Regions from separate parts of the Rattus norvegicus genome. Here region 1 is linked to region 2. The links are chromatin contacts, called in public Hi-C maps. All regions are on one chromosome and are shown on one strand. Each heading gives the region's core, a stretch centred on a gene start, on an enhancer-like site or on the middle of the called end of the contact. The rest is flanking DNA. Distances are from core to core; before and after follow the strand shown.

Region 1 (5,304 bases), core at 2,370-4,869, 290 kb before region 2:
AGTTCTCTGTGCACATGAAACTGGAGGCTGGCAACTTGAGCTCATTTACGGAACTTTTAAGGACTATTGATTGATCAGTGAAATTTCTAGTTCTCTCATAGTTCCTGGAAGGATACCTCAGAGGCTGAATTGGATGACAGGATGGGCCAGAATGCCGATAGGCTTGGTGCAGACAGATGAAAAGAGAAGCTCTCAAAATTTGTCAGGATACATGTTTTAAATTAGGTTAACATGATGGATTATACTAAGCCAAAATTTCTCATGTAGCGTCAGCCTGAATTTTAAATATCTCCTCTTCCTGCTTGCTTTTGTGCTTTGGTATGTGTCTTTGATGTCTGGGCATTAGCCTTTGGAGAAAATATGTAGTAGTTTAAAAAAAATGGTCCTATGTGTTTGAGAAGCATGAAATGTTACAAATAACTAAGGAGACTTGTTTTATTAACTCCACCAGAATACATGTTATGAGTGTTGATATAGGCACATATGTATGAGCAATATTTAATTTTGTAGAATTGTATGCTCTTTATCTTCACTTTATCTCAAAATTATTACAAAAAGACCACTTTCCATAAGCAGTGGCTTTTCAACAGTGCTGAAGCCATTCTAAGGAAACGCAGGTGCACCTTGGAGGCACAGGCAGTGTTTCCTTTAGAGAACCTCTCCCTGTCCTATCTCTACACATTCGTATTTCTATAAATGTTGCATAGATTTATCTCTATAGGAACGGATTGAGCCTTTGTGCAGCTTTAAAAGATACAGGTTTGCATTCTACTAGAAAAAAAATCACGGAATTATAGATATAAAATAAACACCAGTGCATTTTGTTTGAAAAAAATCACAACCAGCAGCATTTTAAGAAAAGCTTATCCTTTGACCTCCTTTTGTTGTCTGATTGCTCTGGCTAGAACTTCGATTACTATATTGAATAAGTAGGGAGAGAGAGGGCAGTCTTGTCAAGTCCCTGATTTTTTAGTGGGATTGCTTCAAGTTTCTCTCCATTTAGTTTGATGTTGGCTACTGGTTTGCTGCATATTGCTTTTCCTGTGTTTAAGTGTGAGCCTTGAATTCTTGATCTTTCCAAGACTTTTAACATGAAGGGCTGTTGCATTTTGTCAAATGCTTTCTCAGCATCTAATGAGATGATCATGTGGTTTTTAGAAATATTAGAAAACCACACATTATCTTAGTTCCCTTCCTTAAATTTTCTCCCTCTTGATTCCTACTCCTGTGTGTGTGTGTGTGTGTGTGTGTGTGAGAGAGAGAGAGAGAGAGAGAGAGAGACAGAGAGAGAGAGAGACAGAGACAGAGACAGAGACAGAGAGAGACAGAGACAGTCTTGAGCATGAGTCCTTGCCTTACACCTTGCTTGAGGCACAGGCTGCCAGCTAGCTGCTCTCACGTGTTTCAGGGATTCTCTTGAGTGTGCCTCCTTTCTTTCCATGAAGCCCTGGGATTGGAGATGTTTGCACTATGTCCTTAGCTTTATGTCTTTACCTGGAGATCCAATCTCAGGGTCACATGCCTGAGCAATGAATGCTTTACCATTGAGTTATCACCCCACACCCATCTGCTTTTGTTCAAAGCATAGTTTCTGATCAGCTTCTAACATAAACGTGATTTTATAATAAAAAATTCTATAGAATACAGGAGGTTTTTTTCTATCTTCAGTGACAGAAAAATTGTTGTGATATCACTGATCTTCTTATGTGGGTGTTTTACAACTCTTTGCTGCTTCTGTATACCTCTCTTTCTTCAGGGCTTTGCTGAACCATATGAAGAGTTTCCAGAGGAGAGATTCTGACCAGTAGACTTCAAACCTCCTATAAACACATGCTTCCTGGGCCAGCATTGCCATTCAAAGAGCTGGCAGATCTCTGCACGTGAATACTGTGTCGGGACACCAGGTGGAGTGCTAGAGCATTCCTCGGGTTTCTACAGCAGAACAAGAGTGATACCCAGCTCCCACAAATAGAATATTTCAGGAAGCCAAATAGCTACACTTCTGATTCTCCGCACACATAGAGCACAGGATTTGTGAAAACGGCTTCATTTTCTCCCTGCTCCACTACACATATGCATCTGCTGGCTTCCTGGACTGGTGTCATCTTCAGTTTTCTTTTGCCATGTTAACTACATCTAATCCTAACCCTACATCCCAGGCCATGTCTCAACGAGGCTCTCCAAATCTTCTCCACTGGCCCTCTTTTCTCCTTTTTTTTTAAAAAAAGAAGTTATTGTATTTAGAATTTTTCATAGGTGTTGAAATCAAAACTCAAAGACGCAAAATAATCAAAAGAATAGATACCCATCTGAGAAGGGTATAGACAAAATTGACATTGGTGAGTAAATGGAGAGAATCTTTGAGAAATATGCTTTGAGGACATTAGGGCCTATTTTTTAAGACACGCACATAGCTGAAAATCCAATGGGGGTAATCTCTAGCTCTGACTTTCAATCCTAAAAATGTGAATTCTAAATTTTTGTTGCTTTCGTTCTCTTTTCTATTCTTCCAAAACTATTGAAAAAATCATATTTTTCTCACAAAAACTAGTTCATCTTTTCTGAAAGCTGCAGGTAGATTTATTTTTTATTTATTTCCTTCTTTCCTTTTATTTTATTTTTTTAATCACAGAAAGTTACAAAGACTGCCTCTGTTCCCACTCCCCTGCCCCATTTCCCACTGGAAAATGGGCTTTGTCCAATGGGCTGTCTCGCTCGCTTGTTCTCTCAGATTCCCCACGCCTGCCTTGAAGATGCTTTCCCTGGCTCTTCCTTTACCACTCCCTGTTCATGGTAATTCTCTTCCCTCTGCTTCTCAAAGGTTTGCCCATTATCCTCACCTTAGAGACATTGTCAAACACCCATAGCTGTGAATGGCAATTCCTCTTACTGGAACATGGGCATTGCTAATTAGACATGCATTTTCTGCTCTTCTCTGTTCTTATCACTTTAATATTAACAGAGTATGCATATATGCTTTGACACATATATATTTATAATATTTCTAAAAATATAATATGTAGGCCAGTGCCCTTGTTGCTACCAAGTAGTTTACAAAGAACTGGCAAGACATATTTAAGATATGTTTTCTGTCTTTGGAATATGTAAAATCTTACAATTGGGAAAAAATAAGGTACGATGACTTCTAATAATTGAAGTAAGTAGAGAGCCCTGCACAGCAAACCCACAGACGATGGTGATTTTTGGATCAGCTTCGCCCCTCCCAGAATGGTACAATTTTCTGAAAGTCTTTCCAAACTCTGTAGGTGGCATATTTCTAGCACTGGTTTTCTGGAGGTGTCCAGCCAGTTATCTGCAGTTGGAGGAGGAATTCATGAAGGGAAAAGGAAGATGTGTTGAATATTGACTGAGTCACCATCTGGCTGAAGATGAAGTGCAGGATGTGTGTGTGTGTGTGTGTGTGTGTGTGTGTGTGTGTGTGTGTGTGTGAGTGTGTGTGCAGGTGCCTGTTCTCTGTGAGCATCACTAGGAAGGATTCTGCTGTGCTCTTTACTGAGAGAAGGACCAGTGTTACGAGGGAAAATAGCAGAGCCTCTGGAGACTGAAAACAACCAACGTTAAGCTTGTTTTCTTCTCACTAAAATAGTAACTCATTGGTGGCATCTGCGTCAGCCCGCGTGACTTAATATACTGTGATTGGAGCCGGCTGTACCTTCAAAAGTTTTACTTCACTTCTTCCAATGGGTTAGCCTCTGGGAGATCCGATTATGTTACTATTCTCTTCTCTATGAGTTTTTGCTAAAATCCAATTTTCAATTTTCCTAATTTACCTCAGCTGTGATGATGGATCTGTAAATAGTGGGTGTATTCTACTCCGAAGAAGTTTAACAAAGAGAAGCTTAAAAATATTTAAAGTCAAGATATGTAAGAAACTCCAAACACACACACACACACACACACACACACACACACACACACACACACACACACACAGAGGCATGCACACCCTAATGATGATCTTAAAACAGCAGTCTCAATTACTGTAAGTGCTTTCTTGTCAGACCAGCTGCTTGGAGTGGATTTGATTACCTACATGCATTCTGTGTGGCTGGAAACTTAAGGCTGAGGCTCAGCAGGGGAAGGTGTGTGTAAGGAGGGAATTGGCTCACACTGTGATTTATAATAGAGGGAACCATTTTTTTTTCAGAGAAATTTTATCTGAGAGTTAAGAACTCCTTTGAGAGTTTCACCATCACCTCAGCATGGTGCTATTATTTTGTTGAGACACTTAAACTTTTTTTTTCTTACCTCTTAAAGGGGAATCAATAGTTTCAAACTACTGCCCAGAGCAGCATCCCTGCATATAATCCCATCCCGTTTGGCGCTACACAGATTGCCAGTAGAGGCTTAGCAGAGTTACTTGAAACTTGTATGCACCCGCTCAATTAGTTTTAGCAGCAACAATAAAAACATTAAAATATAGTCAGTGATAGGCTTTCACATAATTTAAGAGATTAAAAAAGAAAACCTGTGTATGCCCAGACTTTCCTGTTACCCATGCTGTGCTATTATAGAAATAGTGGATGTTTGCCAAGCTGATACTTCTCCCCTCTAAAATCTAGTGTTTCTCCATAGAAAACAAAGATGAGTTGGGACAAAGATTCACGCCAGTGTCCTAGCTCCTTGGTCCAAGTATTCCTAAGGTCTGATGTCACATGGTAATTTAGATTCGTGAACTTTCCCACAATGACAATTTTATACTTTAATAACATAAGTTCAAATGATTATTGGCTATTTAAAGTCAATGGTGCCTGGATAATTCACAAAAATGTAAACATCTACAGATTATGAAAGTCCATAGTTGAAAGGTATTAAGAAAGACGGAATGTTACTTTATGTGGCGGTTCACTTTTACTCAATACCTACAGTCCTATAATTATTCAATACATACAGCACTTGCAATGTCTACAAGTGTTTAGGAATATTCATTGTCAGAGTGCACATCATATCTCTACAGCAAAGCCATAACTCCTGCTGAACACCTTCAGTCAGCAGGACCTGAAATGAACGCTGATCTTTCTTCTTCCACCCTGGTTCTCTGCCCTGCCCACCCTGGTTCTCTGCCCCTCCAACCCTGGATCTCTGCCCCTCCCACCCTGGATCTCTGCCCCTCCTACCCTCATTCTAATTGTAACTGTTACATTCATGATACCAGCTGTATCTGCTTGTAAAAGACAGTCCAGGCGATCTTGTTAAATGGTGACATAGAAGGAAGGGGCAGAGTCCTTGGAAACTCACCTGAATATCCAGTCCCCTGTAGCCAATTATATGCAATTCTGCCGT
Region 2 (5,981 bases), core at 1,501-4,000:
ACTACAGTATGGAAGTTATTTTAATCAAATGCATTATGCAAAACCTTTAACCCATATTATTCAAGATCTGCCATGACTAACAGTCAAAATCACAAATTATTTGTTTTTAATTTTTTTAAATATGACCCCTACTGAAAACACAAACCAGAAACAAATGGACTGAAATACAATAAAAACAACCAAAAGAGGTCATTTGCAGCCCACAGCCTTGCACACTAAATGAAGCAGGCACAAGTGAGGAGAGGTTTGTGTCTGTCACTAAGGAGAAGGCAAAGTAAGGCACTGTGAGAGCTCAGTGCTTCTAGAAACTCATCCCAAAGAATGGAATCATCTGGATCATTTTTATTGCCCACCTCAGTCTCAAGACTGTCTGCACAGCACTGCTGACGTGCACTCCAGTGTGCACCTTCCTTCCCTTGGAGTATGTGTGTCAAGTTTATTTATAGACAATGCCTTCGAATGCAACGTTTCCAGGTATGAGAAATAAAATCTCTACGGTGATCCTAGAAACCTTCACAAATAGCCTTTGAGAAGACAATGGAAAAAAATCTATAATGCAACACGTGCATTATGATTCGCTGAGACTCCAAAGCACACTCACCTTTCACTCTAGTGAGCATGTGTAAAGAGGCGGGTAGAGTTACAGAACTGATGTGGGCCCTGGACGTCTTTTTATGGAACTATCTGACTACTCTAGGATTACCGCCGCCACCTCTTTCCTCCTCTTGTTCTCTTTTCTCATTAGGAATTCTCTGAAATTTAGGCACCCTCTTTGTTTCTTAGTGAGATGCTTTTCTAGCCAGGAGCTTTTTTAAAATAACCCATTACAAAAGCAGGCCATGCTTCCCCCTGCTGGGAAAAAATTAAATTACAAGGTGCATTAGAACAATTTTCCTAAGTCTCAAGCAACCTTGTGTTTGGGAAAGAAAGAAACAGCAGGAAAGCAGATACTTAGTGGTCTCTTAACTGTTTCACTGGTCAAGAATATGCACCACACCTCACTCTAGTAAGGCTTTTATCTACATCTTTTAGTTCTGTAAGTTTTAAAAGTACAATTAATACACATTAATAACCGATGGGCCAATTATTGAACCCTCTGTCCCAAAGAGAGCTCCGGTTATCAGGTCAGAGAAGATTATGAATCTGTTTTCATTGCTCATTGAATGGAAACACTTCTGAAGAACGGAGTGAAGCAAACAATCAAAGAATACAGTTTTAATCTGTCCATGTTTATTGAGTCAATATCTTCCGATATGCAGCCGTTGTTCTCCAACGGCAGAGAAGAGCGTCGTTCATGACTTTAGTTTTTCAGTTTCATTTATTATCATTTGATTATTAGGTTGTGGTATGCAGGGTTGCATTTCACTGCCTAACTACAAAGCCAGCTTCTCCCCGTGAAAACAGTGTGAGTATTTAGAATCTTCCACATTTTTCCTGGCAGTCTTTCACGAGATACTTTGTTATTACGGGTTATAATAAATAGCAACCGCTAAAAATGCCAAAGTAAATCTAATGTCTCTGAATCATCTGAGGAGTAAATTTTTTCCTAAGATGCACAACTAAATCTCAAATGTATTTTAATGCTGAGGAGCTGGAAGAGAGAAAGATGTCACTGATTCTTCTAGTGGGTAAGACCTCAAGATCCTAAGCTGCAGGGTAGCCAGTCTGAGGAGGAAGCACTTCATCACTAACGAAACGTTCATCCAAAAATTCAGCAGTCGTGTTAAATTGGAGAGTGCAGGGTACCAGGTACCAGAGATGACTTCACTTGCTACCATTGCTTCACATAGATGGAATAATTGGGGTTAATATTTCTGATGGAGAAGTTTTCATGTGCACCTTTTCTCAAACGACCTCTCAAAGCAATGCAAAAGGCAAGACATAGATGTTCCTCTGGGAAACGAATCTCCGCTACAACACAGGTACACAAAAGAAAACGCACACCTGGTTTAAAAACCAGTTGGTCAATTATGGAGCGTTCCGAGGAACCAATATCTTGCATACTACCCAGCCATCACGTTTCGAATACGTTTATAAGCACTTTAGCCTCTGCTTACCATGCTCACATAAATATACGAACATGCATACTTTACTGTTGATTAATTCTAAGACTTTCCAGGGGGAAATAGCAATTAAAGGGTATTAAAATCACTTCGAAACATAGAAGGAAAAAAATACAATAAATAAATAACGCTGATCTGTGACCAAGATGCTCTCAGAACACTCCACGGATCTCATTTACTCCTGTACTGCTTTTGCTGTCTTCTGCAAAGTGAAAAGGTACCGATGAGCCACCTGACACTTGCTGGTTTCCCTGTCCAGGACCCTAACAGGTCGCACCACCCTGCCATTAGACCTCAGGGCTAATTGAGCCTCGGAAGAGCCTGGCCAGCAGCGCTGCGCTCCAGCATTCGGAAGCAGCTCTCAGAGACAGTTTCTACCCAGCGGAGCGCTCGCCCTCCCCAACTTCGCCCTGTCGGGGCTGGCGGTCGCCGGGGCCGGTCCTACCTTCCGCCAGAAGGCGCGACGCGTGCACAAAAGATGGATCAAGGCTATCCTTCTCTGCCATCAGCTCAGGCAAGTATTTCTCTTCTCCCATAGCGCGGACTTCGGACCGTGGCCGGCCAGGCGCAAATCCCGCCTGCTCGGACGCCTCGGTCCCTGGTTCCCCCAGGAACCGTCCTTCCTGCGGTGAGCGCAGCTCTAGCGCCTCGGGCTGCGCAGACCGCGCTGGTACCTGCCTCTCCCGCGCCCCAGCCTGGCTCCGGCCGCGGCCTCAGCTGGAGAGGATGCCCGCGCGGCCCGCCCCCGCCAGCCTCCTATTGGAAGCGGGGTCCGGGGGCGGGGCGCCCGCGGAGGCGGTGGACTATCATTGGCCGGGGCCTCACGTCGAGTCGCCTGAGTGGCAGGAGGCTGCTGCGGAGGGGAGGGGTGTACGAAGTGCAGGAGCACTCTCCAGGCCGCCTTTGCGGTCCCGGTTCTCAGGCCTGGCCAGTGCTGTGGAGTAGGGGCTGACTGTTAGGCAGGCAGGATGGTGAGAGAGGGAGAAATTGCGCTCCAGGAACACAGAAGTGAGCACTTCACCAGGGTCCCCACAGCACAGGTGTCTCTCCCCTGGCGGATCGCAGGCTCATGGGCAGGGTTGGAAATCCGAGGCAAAATGTGGGCTGTGTTTCCCATGACCTACATCATGAGGCAGAAGGATGTCCACTGATGTACAAATGAAGAAGTGCCTGGATTCTATACTAGAGCAAAACGCTTCCAGTGTACATCACCGTAATACAGAATTAGTTCTAGGGATCCACCCATCCCTGTGGTGGAAAATTTGCTCACTGTGTAAACTTAGCGGGGAGGATTGTGAATGAAAGAAGCTAGATGGTGTCTAACTTCTGTCACTCTGATGTTCTCATATTTTAAACCTGATTGAGTCTCTTTCCCTGCCTTGGGAATGTTGCTAAAATATTTTATATCTCCCCTACCTTTATTCAAATGAGCATTTTGCCCCCAAGGATCACCAAGAAAGGAGGAAAAAATGTTTCCTCCCCTTACAGATGGGACCCCTGAATTGTACCTTAAATACTTCAAATGAAAGGAGTCTTTTCTCACTTTGAGGTTGTCTTTCCCCTAACATTCCCTTGTCAATTCTTCTACCTGTTCAACTGGGTAACTTTCCGGGTATATAAAACCTACTGGACGTTTCCTAACTTCTCTTATTCTATCCACAGTGTTCCTGTAATGGTTTATTTTAGATGAACTTGGGATATTATGTTGACTTTGTGTGACATTTTGAAAAGTTATCATGTTTCATATCCAGTAGATAACTCACTCCAGCTCCCAAAAACACTGAGCAACAAGGGCCCAGAGATAACCAGATTTTGCTTCTGTAGTTGATGTAACATACCTCATAGCTGTGCCTAAGCTGAGGAGAAAATTCAAATCTAACCAGGAGGAAGCTTCAGGAGGCAGGGTTTACCCTACCCTCCCATATGCTAGATACTTATATACTGTGCATCAATCCAATTAGTGGTTATACATACTGAAAGGGGTCTAGAGACCGGACAATGCGATAGACACATTGTGTTGTGTTTTCTCTCACAGTGGGGACCTGTTCTAATGAGTGATGACAAAGGGAACCGTAAACACATGGCAAATGTCAGAAATAATACTAGATTTAGACCGAATCCTAATCTTTAGGATAGTTTGTGAATTTAGTGCATGATGGCCATCATAAAATAAAAGTGAGCTATAGTGACCCTTAGAAACCAATTTTGTTCTAATTCACTTCCAGAGTATGAGCAATCAAAGGCAAAACCCAAATGCCCTGGTCAGGTGCCCTCCCCCACATTCATACCCATGTGCTCCCAGTAGGTGACTCCATATCACTGTGTTGTCCCCTGACTCATATAGTTTGTGGCCACTAAAACTGTGCATTAAATATTTTAAGAGCAACCTTAGGGTGGAGAACATCTTATAAATACAAATGCAAATAAATTGATAACCTATAAATAAATTATGATTGAATAGAGTATTCGTGGTTATACATAAATAAATTATAACTGTAACCGTCCCTCTTCTGATGCTAGGAAGACTCAAATCATACCTTAATTGATTTTCAACCTGAGTTCTAGTCCTGAAAGACAATTTAAAATTCAATTTTGCTTATTGTTCTATTATTTCAAAGGTGCTTTATTATGAAAAATGCTCCAGAGGATGCATGAGGCACACATTCTATAGAATATGCTCTGTGATGAATATGGAAACTGCATTTTTAATCCCTTCACACATCCTATGACCATCCAAGAAATTTAATCAGCTTATCTTGCTACATTAGTAGAAACTACACATTATACATTATTAAATAAGGTACAGCATTTGTAGTTCATTGATTGTTTTAGTCAACCTTTTGGATAACACACTGCCACAGAATGTATTCACAATGGCAATCTGGACAGACTGATCAGTCATCAAGAGTCTTTGTTCCCCTGTTGGGAAGACTGGACTCCTTGCACCCTCTTAGCAGGCTTAGTTTGTCAAAAACCCCTCTGATGCCATCTGTACAGTGGGCAGACCCAAGAGGATCGCTAGGGCTAACTAACTGTCTTCTGGTCTAGCGAGACATAATGAGCCACATTATAGGGAGGGAGGGACAGTCCCTCACAGGATTAGATGAAGGATGTGGTTGCTTTTCCGGCCCCTAAGCTCACACAGGAGCATCAACTCACAGAAATGCGTTCAAAGAAAGAAGGTAGGAGAGAGGGAGGGAGGAATGAAAGAGAGAGAAAGAAAGAAAGAAAGAAAGAAAGAAAGAAAGAAAGAGGACAAGAAAGAGAGAACAAGAAAGGGTGGAGAGAGGGGTGGAGGGAGGGAGAGAAGGAAGGAAAGAGGAGAAAGAGAAAAAAGGAAGGAAACAGAAAAAGAAAGAAGGAACAAAGCAAGCAAGGAAGAATGACAGATTAACAAAATTGCCAGTAATTGGTAATTTGTGAAATGATACGGAAACAACTGTCCCCTATTCATGTGTGTAATCCTTGCTTCGACTTCTACTGAGCAGGCATATTGTCTAGTAAAACTGAGAACTGAAATGCCAACTGGGTATTCTGAGCTTTTGGACTGATATCTACTTATCAATGACTGCATACCATGTGTGTTCTTTTGTGATTGGGTTACCTCACTCAGGATATTTTCTGATTCATCCATTTGCCTATGAATTTTATGAAGTAATTGTTTTTAATACCTGACTAATATTCCATTGTGCAAATTCATAATATTTTCTGTATCCATTCCTCTGTTGAAGGGCATCTGGGTTCTTTCCAGCTTTTGGCTATTATAAATAAGGCTGCTATGAACATGGTGGAGCTCAGAACACCCAAGATATAACTTACAGAATCTCAAGAAGGAGGAAGACCAAAGTATGGATGCTTCAGTCCTTCTTAGAAGGGTTAACAAAATATTCACAGGTGGAAATAGGGAGACAAAGTGTG

The links. A called contact is a pair of places that touch in the nucleus more often than the background predicts.
Region 1: a contact with region 2 is called in a Hi-C map of Schwann cells, with 8 times the contacts expected there. The contact joins the enhancer-like site here to the promoter of Khdrbs2 in region 2. A contact is called at or near these places in 2 of 12 Hi-C or Micro-C datasets (Schwann cells and frontal cortex) and 1 of 1 datasets of contacts at active chromatin or transcription factors (oligodendrocytes).

What each region holds. Positions count from the first base shown.
Region 1 is chr9:42,232,351-42,237,654 of GRCr8, reverse strand. All of the region lies in intron 6 of Khdrbs2 (KH RNA binding domain containing, signal transduction associated 2), which reads right to left. Among named protein-coding and RNA genes, the nearest start is that of Khdrbs2, 290 kb to the right of the region's middle. Within about 2 kb of position 3,619, at least 3 of the 93 cell types and tissues checked have an H3K27ac peak or open chromatin away from gene starts, as enhancers often do.
Region 2 is chr9:41,939,839-41,945,819 of GRCr8, reverse strand. Khdrbs2 (KH RNA binding domain containing, signal transduction associated 2) reads right to left here and starts at 2,750. Exons shown (of 9, transcript NM_133318.2): 1 at 2,509-2,750. The coding sequence starts at 2,599.